Linked DNA regions of Mus musculus: regions 1 and 2 are each linked to region 3. Evidence: chromatin contacts called from public Micro-C data. All regions are on one chromosome and are shown on one strand. The core of a region is the stretch at or near the end of the contact, and the rest is flanking DNA. Distances in the headings are between cores, read along the strand shown. Region 1 overlaps Slc22a23 (solute carrier family 22, member 23). Region 2 overlaps Pxdc1 (PX domain containing 1). Region 3 has its middle 64 kb from the start of Slc22a23.

The links. Hi-C and Micro-C count contacts between places; a contact is called where the count stands out from the background.
Region 1: a contact with region 3 is called in a Micro-C map of embryonic fibroblasts, with 3 times the contacts expected there. The contact joins two enhancer-like sites. A contact is called at or near these places in 10 of 484 Hi-C or Micro-C datasets (the Ba/F3 cell line, the G1E-ER4 cell line, the N1E-115 cell line and 6 more), 4 of 115 datasets of contacts at active chromatin or transcription factors (astrocytes, embryonic stem cells, extraembryonic endoderm stem cells and 1 more) and 3 of 9 other capture datasets (adipose tissue, embryonic stem cells and liver).
Region 2: a Micro-C map of the HL-1 cell line shows a contact between it and region 3, with 6 times the contacts expected there. The contact joins two enhancer-like sites. A contact is called at or near these places in 17 of 484 Hi-C or Micro-C datasets (the AML12 cell line, the C2C12 cell line, the HL-1 cell line and 9 more) and 1 of 115 datasets of contacts at active chromatin or transcription factors (the NIH/3T3 cell line).

What each region holds. Positions count from the first base shown.
Region 1 is chr13:34,191,028-34,195,319 of GRCm38.p6, reverse strand. Slc22a23 (solute carrier family 22, member 23) reads left to right here. Exons shown (of 10, transcript NM_001382849.1): 7 at 1-68; 8 at 1,894-1,926; 9 at 3,041-3,164. Among named protein-coding and RNA genes, the nearest start is that of Gm52037, 4.7 kb to the left of the region's middle. Within about 2 kb of position 2,504, at least 83 of the 459 cell types and tissues checked have an H3K27ac peak or open chromatin away from gene starts, as enhancers often do. A contact at or near this core is called in astrocytes, embryonic fibroblasts and pancreatic cancer cells, where this site is marked.
Region 2 is chr13:34,634,047-34,638,182 of GRCm38.p6, reverse strand. It overlaps Pxdc1 (PX domain containing 1), which reads left to right. Exons shown (of 5, transcript NM_025831.3): 3 at 1-18. Among named protein-coding and RNA genes, the nearest start is that of Pxdc1, 17 kb to the left of the region's middle. Within about 2 kb of position 2,417, at least 17 of the 459 cell types and tissues checked have an H3K27ac peak or open chromatin away from gene starts, as enhancers often do. A contact at or near this core is called in the HL-1 cell line, where this site is marked.
Region 3 is chr13:34,407,476-34,411,211 of GRCm38.p6, reverse strand. No RefSeq gene overlaps it. Among named protein-coding and RNA genes, the nearest start is that of Slc22a23, 64 kb to the right of the region's middle. Within about 2 kb of position 2,376, at least 76 of the 459 cell types and tissues checked have an H3K27ac peak or open chromatin away from gene starts, as enhancers often do. A contact at or near this core is called in the HL-1 cell line, astrocytes, embryonic fibroblasts and 1 more, where this site is marked.

The DNA.
Region 1 (4,292 bases), core at 1,255-3,754, 220 kb after region 3:
GGGAGGGCTGCTGCTCTTCATGATCCTCACTGCCCTGGCCTCACTTCTACAGCTCGGGCTTCTCAACTGTGAGTAGGCTGGAAAAGGGAGGCAAGGCAAGAATGCTAGGGAAGGGAGCTAGCATAATACCAGAGATCTTGGCAGGCATGGCAGCTTTCTGTTTGTGTAACAAAATACTTGAGACAATCAACTTAAAGAGAAGGAAGGTTTGTTTGGCTTACAGATTTGGACTTTTCAAGCAGTCCATGGTTTGTTGACCCATTGGAGCCTGTAGCAGGACAACACATGAAAGGAGTATATGGCAGAGAAATGCATTTGCTTTATGGCATGTAGAAATCAAAGAAAGGGATCTAGAGTCCCAATGTCCTCTTTGAGAGCTCACCTTCAAGTACATGACTCTGCGCCCATGACGCTCTACTTCCTAAAGGTCTGCTTCCCCATACTGCCCTGGGTGGAGACCAAGCCTTCAACATAATGGCCTTTGGGGGACTTTAAAGATCAAAACTATAATGGAAGGACTAGATGAGACTTGAGAGAAGTTTTCTATGTCCTGAGAGTGTCATTCTGAAATCGATAGCCACAAGAACTTGCTTCAGGAAGGATGGAATTTTAGTAGAACATACTGTCCTCTGACTCTGTGAACTGCTAGGCCTCCCCTCTTCCTCCCACCCACATAGGCCACAGGCCTATGGCCCCAAAGAAGAGCTCTCTGGAGGCACTGTAACTCCCAAGCCTCTGTGTGTGTCCCTGTAAACATGGCTTCACTATGGGCAGACCGTTTGTATGCTTTTCACATAAGGAGGACAGACATGTCCTTCTTCAACAATAGAGTGAAAGTCTGGGCATTCTTGTGTGGGACACAGTTTTTCTATTGATTTTCCCAAATTTATCATTTATCAAAGTATTCGGTAAATGTCACATATCACCTTAAAACAAATCTAGAGAGCCCACTTAGTCCTTCATTAACTGCTGTGCAATCCTCATAAATAACCACTCACCTAAGTACAAAAAATCCCACTGCCTCCTTCCCACCTGCCCAGAACACAGTGCAGACCACTGGCATCTTCTCATGCTAGACCCCTTCCCTGGGACAGGCTCAGAACACAGGGAAATGGGTGCCACTGAACACCCCTCTTTGGAGGAAAGCTTACCCCAGCTGCATAGTGAAACGTACCTATTGTCCCCTGCACCACAAGTCATGACAGCCTTGGTGCAGACTGGGTTACAGAAGAGCTGGTTTCAAAACAGGTGGTTTTCCTAATGTAATTGTGTTCTTATCTATCATGCTTGGGTGATAACAAAGATAGAAAACCAATAGCTGTTCTCTGTCGCCCTGGGTGGACACTGCCTAGCTGACCTTTCAGAAAGCCTCCGTCCAGCTTACTCAGTTGAGACAAATATGTCAGGGTCCCTCAGCACCCAGAGTATCCCACCTGCCCTCTTTGGTATTGAACAGGAATGCCACAGGGACTCCGGGCAAAAGGCAGGAGTTATGAAGAGTTGGGTTTGGAGAAGCATAAATGTGGCCTGATAGGCCTTCTCACTGTGAGCAATACCCCATGGCACAGACCAAGAGTACCACTTGAATAACTTTCTATGCAGAGAGGCTCTGTTCAGGTCCGCTTGGATCCTCTCTGCAGGATTGTGTTGTCTCCCAGACCCCGTGGCAAATAGGGCCTTAGCCCTCTCTTCAAACAAAAAGGTCTTTGTTTAGTCCAGTGTGAATTCCACTGCCCAGGCAGCCAGCACCAACTCAGACTTAAAAGGAAGTTCACATAGAAACAATTCATGTGGGAACACTCGGCAGCCACCCTATACCTCACAAGCCTTCTTCCTCTTTCCCACTCTCGTTACCCTGTGTATGTGGGTGCGTCCATCCCATCGCGGCTCCAGTGATCGGCAAATACAGCCAGCATCCAGACTCAGGTGAGTACTGAAGATTCTCCCTGGGCTTCCTTGGCTTCTATTACGTCCGCACAAGAGTTGCCACAAGGACTCACCAATCGGTTTCTGTTTCCTCTCTCCCTTCCATTCTTTGCCCTTCAAGAATTGCAGCTGAAGTTGGCCGTAGGTTGGACACTATAAGCATATATTTGTATTCTCTATCCCCATCTTGTGCTAGAGGAAGCCACTCTTGTCTCCCTGGTTGTGCGCAGCTTGGCTTGCATGCCCTCCCAGCCCCCGATCCAGCACCAGTGCTTTTGTCCTTGGTCAGCAGCTAGTCAGGATGAGAAGGTGGGAGGGTTGGGGCTTGGTCGTCCTTGCTGCAGGGAGAGCCATTATCTCCTCATGACTCATGCAAGCTTGCTGCTCTCCAATGGGGGAGGGGGGAGGGAGAACAGCAGAGGTGCTGCCCTATATCCCATGCTGCTATGAAACCTGCCTGCCCCCACCAAACCCATGCTACCAGTGCCCATGACAGCACTTGCCCTCCATGCAGCCCTGAGGGAAACTAAGCTGAGCTGAGAAGCACAGCCCCTACGCATGCCAACACTGTGTGCAGTACTGCCTCGTGCTAGCTAGGCTCCAGTGCCACCTGTAGGCATAGAGACTGCTGAATGCTTTCCCTCCCCTCGGGGCCCATGAATTATTCCATTTGGGTCATGTGTAGTTTTTCTATACTTAAATCAGCACTGACTCTGGGTTGGGTGGGTCCACCCTGAGATTGCAGCCTGGAATCCAGGGCAGATAGTGGGCACCTTAGCACTGTGGCAACAGGAGAACCTTAGCCTGCCTGGCATAGCTTCTGGCTGAGTAATTCTACTGGCCACTGTGAGCTCAGCATGCTTAGTGTCCAAGGCACTAACAGACACCAAGAGAACGCTTTAAAGGACTCCAGGCTCCTCGGCCTAGAGGACTGCTCACCCAAAGGCCACTGCATGCCCAACTGTATCACAAACTAGTCATTGGGGAGGAGCGAGCTCCTGGGATATCCCTGGCTTCCCTTCCCCCATTCTCGTCTCAGCTCACCCCTTGCCTGGCTTCTGTTCTTTTCCTTTTTCTCCTACCTCATGGTCGCCTTCTTTGGATTCTCCTTCAGGGATGAGTGACAGCGTCAAGGACAAGTTCTCCATTGCGTTTTCCATCGTGGGAATGTTTGCATCCCATGCGGTGGGGAGCCTCAGTGTCTTCTTCTGTGCAGAGATCACTCCCACAGTGATAAGGTGGGTGCCGGGATAACGTGGGACCTTTTCTCAGATCTCTAGATTGGTCCTTGTCTACAGAGGCCTGTGTGTAAGGACTGTCCTCAGTTCTGCCCCACCTTGGCTGCAGGACCAGGGTGTGGTGTGGCATGCAGGGCATGATGGCTGCCTGACTCACAGTCTGATGATCAGTTCCACCCTGACTCCCAAGGCCAGGTAGGAACATAACCCTAGGTCCCATCAAGACAGTTACCAGAGACATGGAAACAGGAGCTGCTTAAGGTACAAGAAACGTGGCAAGGGATAGAAAGGGGGAAAGATAAGAAAATCACCCTTGCTCCAGTCCACTGAGAGACTTGGGAAGAAAGGATTTTTTTTAAAAAAAGGTATACATGCCCCCAATAATCCTAGATTCTCAGGAGGCTGAGGCAGGAGGGTGGAGACTTCTCAGCCTACACAGGGAGACCCCATTTCAACAAAAGTTGAGGGCAGCAGATATAGTTCAGTTGTTTGTCTGGCATGCAGAAAGCCCTGGGTTCGATCCCTAGCACTCCATAAACTGGGTGTGGTGGTACATGCACCTGGGAGACAGAAGCAGAGGTTCAGGGCCATCCTAGCTATACAAAAAATAAAAAATAAGAAAGATACAAGGTTACATAGAACCTTTTTGGTTTTTCCTCCTGGCCTAAGAAGCTAATCACTAATCCAAAATTGTATCAACGATTCAGTTAATTAAAAAAGGTAAGTGAGACAGCACAACCCCAGACTGGGTAGAAGTGTGCCTTTCCCTAAGCTCAAAGGGCTTAAGTGTTTGTAAAATATGATTATTATCCCTGCGTGGTGGCCCATGAAGCACAGCATTTAATCCCACTGTGATTGTATCATGGTAAAGTTATAATATTTGAAAGAGCATCACTTAACTGCGTCCCCTCTACCACGTCCCTCTTCCTAACACAGGTTGGATGCTCCTACACTAAAAATCTGACATCTAAAATACTCCTAATCCCCAACATGGTTTGCTTGTTTTGACATGGCTGCAAAAAATTTTACACCCTGAAATTCTGTTTCATGGGCAAAATTGTTTTAAATATTGTGTAGAAATGACCTTCAAGTTCCACAAGCCGTATCTAAGATGTAAACAAGTCTGTA
Region 2 (4,136 bases), core at 1,168-3,667, 230 kb before region 3:
GTCCTGTTAAAATATCAGGTAAGAGCCTCGATGAAGGTGTGGGAGGACTGTGGTGAAGGCGTGGGAGGATTGTGATGAAGGTGAGGGAGGACTGTGGTGAAGGCATGGGAGGACTGTGATGAAGGTGAGGGAGGACTGTGGTGAAGGCATGGGAGGACTGTGATGAAGGTGAGGGAGGACTGTGGTGAAGGCATGGGAGGACTGTGATGAAGGCGTGGGAGGACTGTGGTAAAGGTGTGGGAGGACTGTGGTGAAGGCGAGGGAGGACTGTGGTGAAGGCATGGGAGGACTGTGATGAAGGTGAGGGAGGACTGTGGTGAAGGCATGGGAGGACTGTGATGAAGGTGAGGGAGGACTGTGGTGAAGGCATGGGAGGACTGTGATGAAGGTGTGGGAGGACTGTGGTGAAGGCATGGGAGGACTGTGATGAAGGTGAGGGAGGACTGTGGTGAAGGCATGGGAGGATTGTGATGAAGGTGAGGGAGGACTGTGGTGAAGGCGTGGGAGGATTGTGCTTAGTGGCTGTGGTTTCAAGGCCCTTTCCAGTGTGTCTATGGGGTGGGTGGACTCAGCCTCTACCACTGACTGGGCTCTAGAAAGGTCACTTCCCTGGCTCAGAAAAATGATCGCTGAATCCTTACTAAGCAGCGTTAAGTACCTTCTACTTGGTGACTGCCAAGTGTGTTATTTTTACTTCCAAAGGAGTTAATTTGACATATTAGTTAGAATACTTAAGAAAGAATATAATGACGATGAAAATATTAGGGAGGCATTCTTTTAAACAATATTTATTATTTTAGTTTTGTGTCTGTATATGTGTTTTGTCTGCACGTCTGTAGCATGTATATTTACATGTGTGTGCCTGGTGTCCACAGAGGCTAAAGAAGGCACTGGAGCTCTCAGAACTGGAGTGGTAGACGGTTGTGAGCCACCAGGTGGGTGCTGGGAACTGAGTGTGGGTCTTCTGGAAGAACATCAAGTATTCTTAACTGCTGAGCGTATCTTCAGCCCCAGGAAAGCATTTCTGAGGTAATGACTGGAGTCAGTGGCCGACCTGCGGAAGTGAGGGAGCCCCTTTGAGGAGGTGTTGAATTTGGCTGTTGGCTTTAGGGAAGCTTTTAGCTTTGGTATTGTTGGCATTGACATTGTACTGAGCCTTCTAGCACTGAAAGTCAGCCACTGTAAGGGGAAGTCAACACCGTGAGGCCTACAGAGGAAGGAAGGGGCCCCATGGCCTGCTTGCTGTTTTCCTAAAAGCTGGCTATACTTGTCCAGATAATTGTTTTATTTTTTATTTTTTTATTTTTTCATTTCTTTGGGAGGCTAACCTTTAACTTACTATTTAGCGCAGGCTGGCCTTGAACTTACAACAGTCCTCCCTAACTATGTCAACCTCCTCAGTATTGGAATTATAGGCATACACCACTTGCGGGAGAACCCACGACCGTGAGTGCACAGGGTGGGTGGTCCATATGGGCTGTTCATTGTGTAGCAACTTCCTGGTTATCTTAGAGGAGAGCAGGCAGTTTAAGGGCCTAGGGGTCTTTTTTAAACTGGCATCTGAGCTCTAGAACCTTCTATTCAGCTGATTGCATGTAGTGAGGCAGTTTGTCTGGGTTGTCTGAACAATGGATGACTTTTGATCTTGTCATATCATATCCAGATCTTGGGGCTCCTCCACTGGACTCTGGTTATTGTTTGTGTTGTGACCCTCAAGGGTCACCAAGGCAAACCCTCCCTCCCACTTCATTCCCTCCAAGTCTTTCCATTTAAGAAACAGATGGCGATGGTGAAGACCTACACCGACCTTTCTCTTCTTCTCTTGGGGGATTTCTTCCTGCACTCTGGCATTTGGAGAGCCGGTGGGTGCCATGGAGTTGCCACAGATTCCCCTATCTGGGGATGCTGATTTATGGAGCCTGGGACTTGAGAGGCCTGTTTTTTCTCTTTGGATGTTGAGGCTGTAGGTGGTGAGGGCTCCACCAGATGGCAGCAGGCACTGGTTGTACTGAAGAAATCCTGTCAATATTCTAGTGCTTTGGCAAGGATAGCCACTCAGACTTAAGCATTCATTTCCTGTGTTGATCTAAATGTTTATCAAACCCAAGAGCACACGGATGCGGTGCAGCCATGACTACGTAGCACTAAGGAAACAGAGGTCTCAGGTCTCAGCTTCTCTGGGATATGCTAGTAGAACCCGTAGATTTCATCCACAGAAGTAAGTTGTTCCCATCAAGGTTTGATAGGGAATACTTTTTGTTGTTGTTCATTAATCCAGTATCCATTCGATCTTAGCCATAAGCTTTACTATATAGAGATAGACAGGTCATCTAGTTAACAAAAGGATATTGCTTAGGCTTTTGTTCTGTTGTTGGAGTAAACTGAAAATATAATGCTAGGGAGGACTTAGAAAGGAGGAAGGCGGTACTGTGAATGCTTCCGAGGCTGGTTAAAGACCTGCAGAAGAAAGGAATCAGGAAATTGATGACCTGAAGGGTTAATGACAGTTAGGAAAATCACCATTACAACACCATGTACACTAACTGGGAAATATTGCAAATTTTTTCCAGTGATGGAGATAAGCTAAGACCAATGGGGGAAGTTCAAGGAAAAACAGGGTTGTTTGCACAGTATTAAGACCTTGTTCTCTGAGATATTTGATAATGGCAAAGAGAAAGCAACCTACCCATCCCGGTTTAGCATCGCCAGTAGGCCTGTGCACACTGTTGCAACACACACATGCACACACGCATGCCCCATACTTCCACAGAGGGGCACTCAACATGCCTTGTGGGATTCTGCCCAGTGACATATCATCACCGAGTTTTAGCCACCTGGATATCCAGCTCCAAGGAAGAGTTGTGAAGTCGCTCACCTGAATTCCTCACAAGGCCTGCATGAGAAACACGGACAGACCAAAGCCATCAGAGTCAAGGAGATCCCGACAGCTCAGTGTAGCCAAGTTCTGGACTGCATCTGTAGCAGAAGAAAGTAGCAGTAGTGAGGCACTAGAGAAACCCCAATGAAGGGGCTTTACACTCAGTAGCATCATCCACTGGGTATTCCCTGAATGTGATGAGGGACCTTAACTGTACGAAGTATTGACAATAGGGGGGCTGCTATGGGTCATGTGGGAGTCCTGTCTGTGCCTTCATGGCTTACCTACAATTCTAAAATTAACTATAAATTAAGCATTACAGAATAGGAACATAGGAACATGAAAGCATCTTGCGGTCTAGAGAATGGCTCAGAGGCAGAACCATGCCTAGCAAGGCGAGACCTTGAGTTTGATCCTTGCACAGGGTGTGGGGTTAACCTGAAAATGAACTGTTTTCTAGAGTTAGGGATGTGGCCTAAAAAATTAAACCAGCTAGTGATTTTTTTTGCTGTGGGTTCTAAACTGACATGTGAGGAATTCGTATTTTAAGTTTGTTTGAAAATGGGCTGCAGGCACTGTAATATTTCTTTAATTATAACACTTTCTTCAGTTTCTTAATTATTATTCTTGTGTGACAACAGGTGGAAAATCATGAGCAAGTGTCATGGTAATAATGAGTATTATTTGAGACTTAAGTGTTTGTTAGAGTCTTCAGACAATCTTCCTGTTTAATGCAGCTGAGCCCTGTATAGAGGACAACCAAGCAGAACTAACCTGTTCTCCAGGCACAGGTAGCAGGAACAAGGTTGGAAACAGCTGTACTTGGGGTCAGTGTGCATACGTGCTAATGTCGTGGCTTACCAGCAGCACAGCAGTCTGCAGTCCCATAATATGAACATCAACAAGGCCTTACTGAGCTTGAAGGTACAAGTTCTTTGTCCACGTCACTTCCGTTGGTTACTCTCCTCATTACTGTCACTAAAGACACAGCTTAAAGGAGAAAGGGTTTATTTTGACTTCCAGTTTAGAAGGGATACAGCCCATCGTATAGAGGAAGGCATGGTTGTGGGGGTGTGAGACAGCTGGTCACATTGTAGCTGCAGTCAAGAGGCAGAGTAGACAGGAAGTTGGGCCAGGCTATGAAACTACAAACCCACCCCTAAGTGACTCACCCCAGTGAGGATCCCCTCCTAAAGGTACCCCAATCTTCCAAAGCAGCACGACTGGCTGGGGATTAAGTGTTCAAACACACAAACCT
Region 3 (3,736 bases), core at 1,127-3,626:
CCTGTTTTATTTTCCTACAGAATCAGTTGCAGGCTGCAAAAGGATGATCTAGACAATGGCAAACCATGTTTACAGTTGTTGTTGTACAAAGGAGCTGGAAAAATCCTATTGCCTGGGTGTCGCAGCTGCCTTAACACTGAGCCACTCATTGGTCGTTTGATTGTAGCTTTCTGGTGCAAGCATAGCTGCCACTGCAGATGCCTGAAGGTGCAGTGTGTACATACTCAACCCTGGATGGTGGTTCCTGTACCATTTATCATTATTTCTGAGTATCCACTTTCTACTTATACAGCAAGGTGACGATAAACTTTGCAAAGAGCATTACATCACAGGATTACTTGGCTGCACTCAGAGGCCATGTGGGTAACAGACCTGGAGCATCCAGGTTTGGGAATGTCCCTTTAGGATATGTGCTTGTGACAAATCTACTTTTCTCAGAATTGGTCCCCACTGTCTGGCTATCATGACTATGTAGGGTGAGATGCATTCTAAGATGGCTTCCAGCTAATTCTGCCCACGTTCTTACCCTCACCATCAGCCTTCATCTTCACTGTGGATCTGGTGGTAGGTCTCCTTTCATTTCCATCTCGCAGATGAGTAAACCATGGCCTGGAGGTTACGTGGCTTTAATTATAGCCACACAGCATGTAAATGGCAAAGAAGAAGTTCAAACCTGTCTCTGACTTCAGGATCTAAATTCTTTACTGGTACACTAAATAACAATTATGGTTGTTAATTTTATGTGTCATTTTGAATAGACCAACAGGAACTCAAATATGTTAACAAAGTATTCCCAATATTTCTGTGGAAATGTTTCCATAAAATACAAGCATTTGAATAGGCAGATTAAGTGGCTCCCGCCCACCCCCACCCCCACCCCCACCCCCAGCCATGTTGACTGGTAACATCCAACTGGCCTAGGAACCAAAGAAAATAAAAAGGCAGAGAGATAGAATTCTCTCTCTCTCTCTCTCTCTCCCCCTCCCTCTCTCTCTCTCTCTCTCTCTCCAGCAACTTGAGCGGAACATGGGTCTTCTTCTGCCCTTGGTTTTAGACTATAATTATCCACCAGCTTCCCTAGTTAGGCTTCCGATTAGGTGAATCTCACACTCTTTTCTAGGTCCCAGACAAAATGAAAAGAGGAAAAAAGAAAAGCCATCAGGACGCTGCTCCTCAATCTATGGGTTATGACCTCTTTGGGGGTCAAATGACCTTTTCACAGGGTTGCATATCATATATTTACATGACAATTGATAACAGTAACAAAGTGACAGTTATAAATAGCAACAAAAATAATTTCATGCTTGGGGTTCACTACAACATGGAGAACTGCATTAAAGGGTTACAGCATCAGGAAGGTTGAGAACCACTATGTTAGAGAGTTGGCATTCTCCTTTCTCTGACACGAACTAGCATCTCTTGCTATTGTCCCTTCCCCAACCCCCCACCCCTCCCTCATGGACTGTATTCCTTTGAACTATGAGCCAAAATAAATTCTTTATCCCTTAAACTGCTTTTGGTCAGGTGTTTGGTTACAGTTTTCTTCAACTCCCGAGATCTTCAGGGACTGGCTGAGGGCCCACTGTTTTCTGGCTTAACCTGGTCTTAATTGAACCTTTCTGTAATGACTCTTTCCAAACACATGTAAAAGAGGCTAAACCTTAAACATGTTGGAGCATGGGGACACAGTCAGCAGCCACAGTAATAATGTTACTCACTAAAACTGGGAGGAAAAAGAGGGGAAATGGAGGCAGCTTGAGAATGTCACCTTCCTTTGAAAGGAGACCTTGACAGGTTCTAAACTCAAGTCACACTGAGACGTGTGTGCATGCAGAAGTAAAATTCCAACCTACTAATGTTAGCTCAGAAAAATAGCTGAAGATAATGATATCTTCAGAGAAACAATCTTCTTTGAAACATTTACTTAAGGCTTAACAGCCTTAGGTTTTGTTCTTTTATAAAATAGATAAAACTTGGACGTAAGATTGTTTGTTCTTTCGAAGATTATGATTTCTTATGAGATTATTCAACTAAGCAATTATGATAGGAACTTCCTTCCTGCCAACCATCAAAATCAAGAGAAAGGAGAAATAATGAAGGGTAGGGATAAAGAAGGGAGAGGAATGAAGGGTAGTGGGGGTGAGGGAGACATAAATATATCACAGTCTTAGACTTATTCACAGTCACAGACATTAACAAGAGCTGCCAGTTCATAAATATTTGCTGAACTCAATCCTTGGTTGTTAACAATCTCATGCTGTATGAACGTGGACCTATCCAGACCTCTCTTTCTCTAGAATCCCATAGCAACTTGGATCTGTGATGCTCAGTATTCAAGGACTGCATGTCTCATTTCTCTTTGGAACCCAGCAGTCTAGCCCTGATTAATTCCAGACATAGCCGAGGAGGAGAGGCCAGCATTCTCCTTAGATGAGCTGACCCTGTCTCAGAACAACAAACAGAATCCTTTCCTTCTGTCTAGAAGGTACTTGGTGCTTCCAGCTTCTAAGTTATGCTCTTTTTGGCAAAATAATAATTCCCTCCTTGGACAGTGGGACCGGCTGGTATAAAATAAACCAAGGTGTTATCCATAGCTGTCTGGCTCAGGCACTTTCTCTGCAGGGGACACTGTGGCTGCTCATAAACACTGTCCAGCTCAGAAAGAAGCAAATGCCACAGCTGCTGACTGATGCTCACAGCCTGTCACCAGCTCCACACCTCCTCATCCTGCCTGTCCCTCCCATGCTGGCTCACCTCCAGCCTATTTCAAAAGCAATAACAGTGACTCAGGTTTCTATAAGGAACAAGAACTAGCTTCACTCTCATCAGCAGACTCCTGAGAAGGGATATAAAAGCCAGACACCTCATGCCTCTGCCTCTGCCTCTGCTCGGTATGTCTCTTCCCTCCACCAATCCCCTCACATTTGCACTGGAGCAATCAATATTCTCACTCAGTCGCAGATTGAGGACCTACCAGGCCCACTTACCAACCTCTGCTGACTCACTCATGGAGCCCAACATGAGCCCAGTGCTCCCCCTGGCTGGACCAGGAGCTTGGTGACTTTCGAGCTTAAGCTGGCTCAGTGCATTCCCCCCTTTTCCTTTTTCCCCAGAAGTCATTTAGGTTCTTACCCATGCCTTGTCACCCTAAGACCTGTAGACCTGTGTGGGAAGAAACATCAAGTACCATTGTTTTTTTTAAGTGTGAAACCAGTTCCTATTAAAAAAAATAGAAATAGAAATGGCCAGTAAATAACTGAAAAATGTTCAACCCCTTTAGCCATCAGGGAAACACAGACTGATACTATGTTGAGGTTACAACTCACTGTGACAGAAAGATAAATCATCAAGAAAGCAAACTGCAACAAATGGTGGTAAGGATATAGGGTTTGATGAACGCTATGCTCTGTAAATTAGGGCAGCCACTATAGAAATTAGTATGACTCTAACAAAAAAAAAAACCTAAAAGTAGAACTACCATGTGAACCCACTTTAGCAGTGGCTACCCACTGGCTATGTACCTAAGGGAATCTTGAGTTGGCGAACCATAAAGATCCATTCATGTTCATTGCAGCATCATGCACAAAAGCGAATTACAGAAGCAGCCTGGAGACCCACCCACAGGTGAATGGATAAAGAGCATTGGTATACGTACATGATAGCATTTTATTCAGTCATCCACAAAGAACACAGTGATGTCATCTGCAGGAAAGTGCATGGACCTGGAGATCATCAT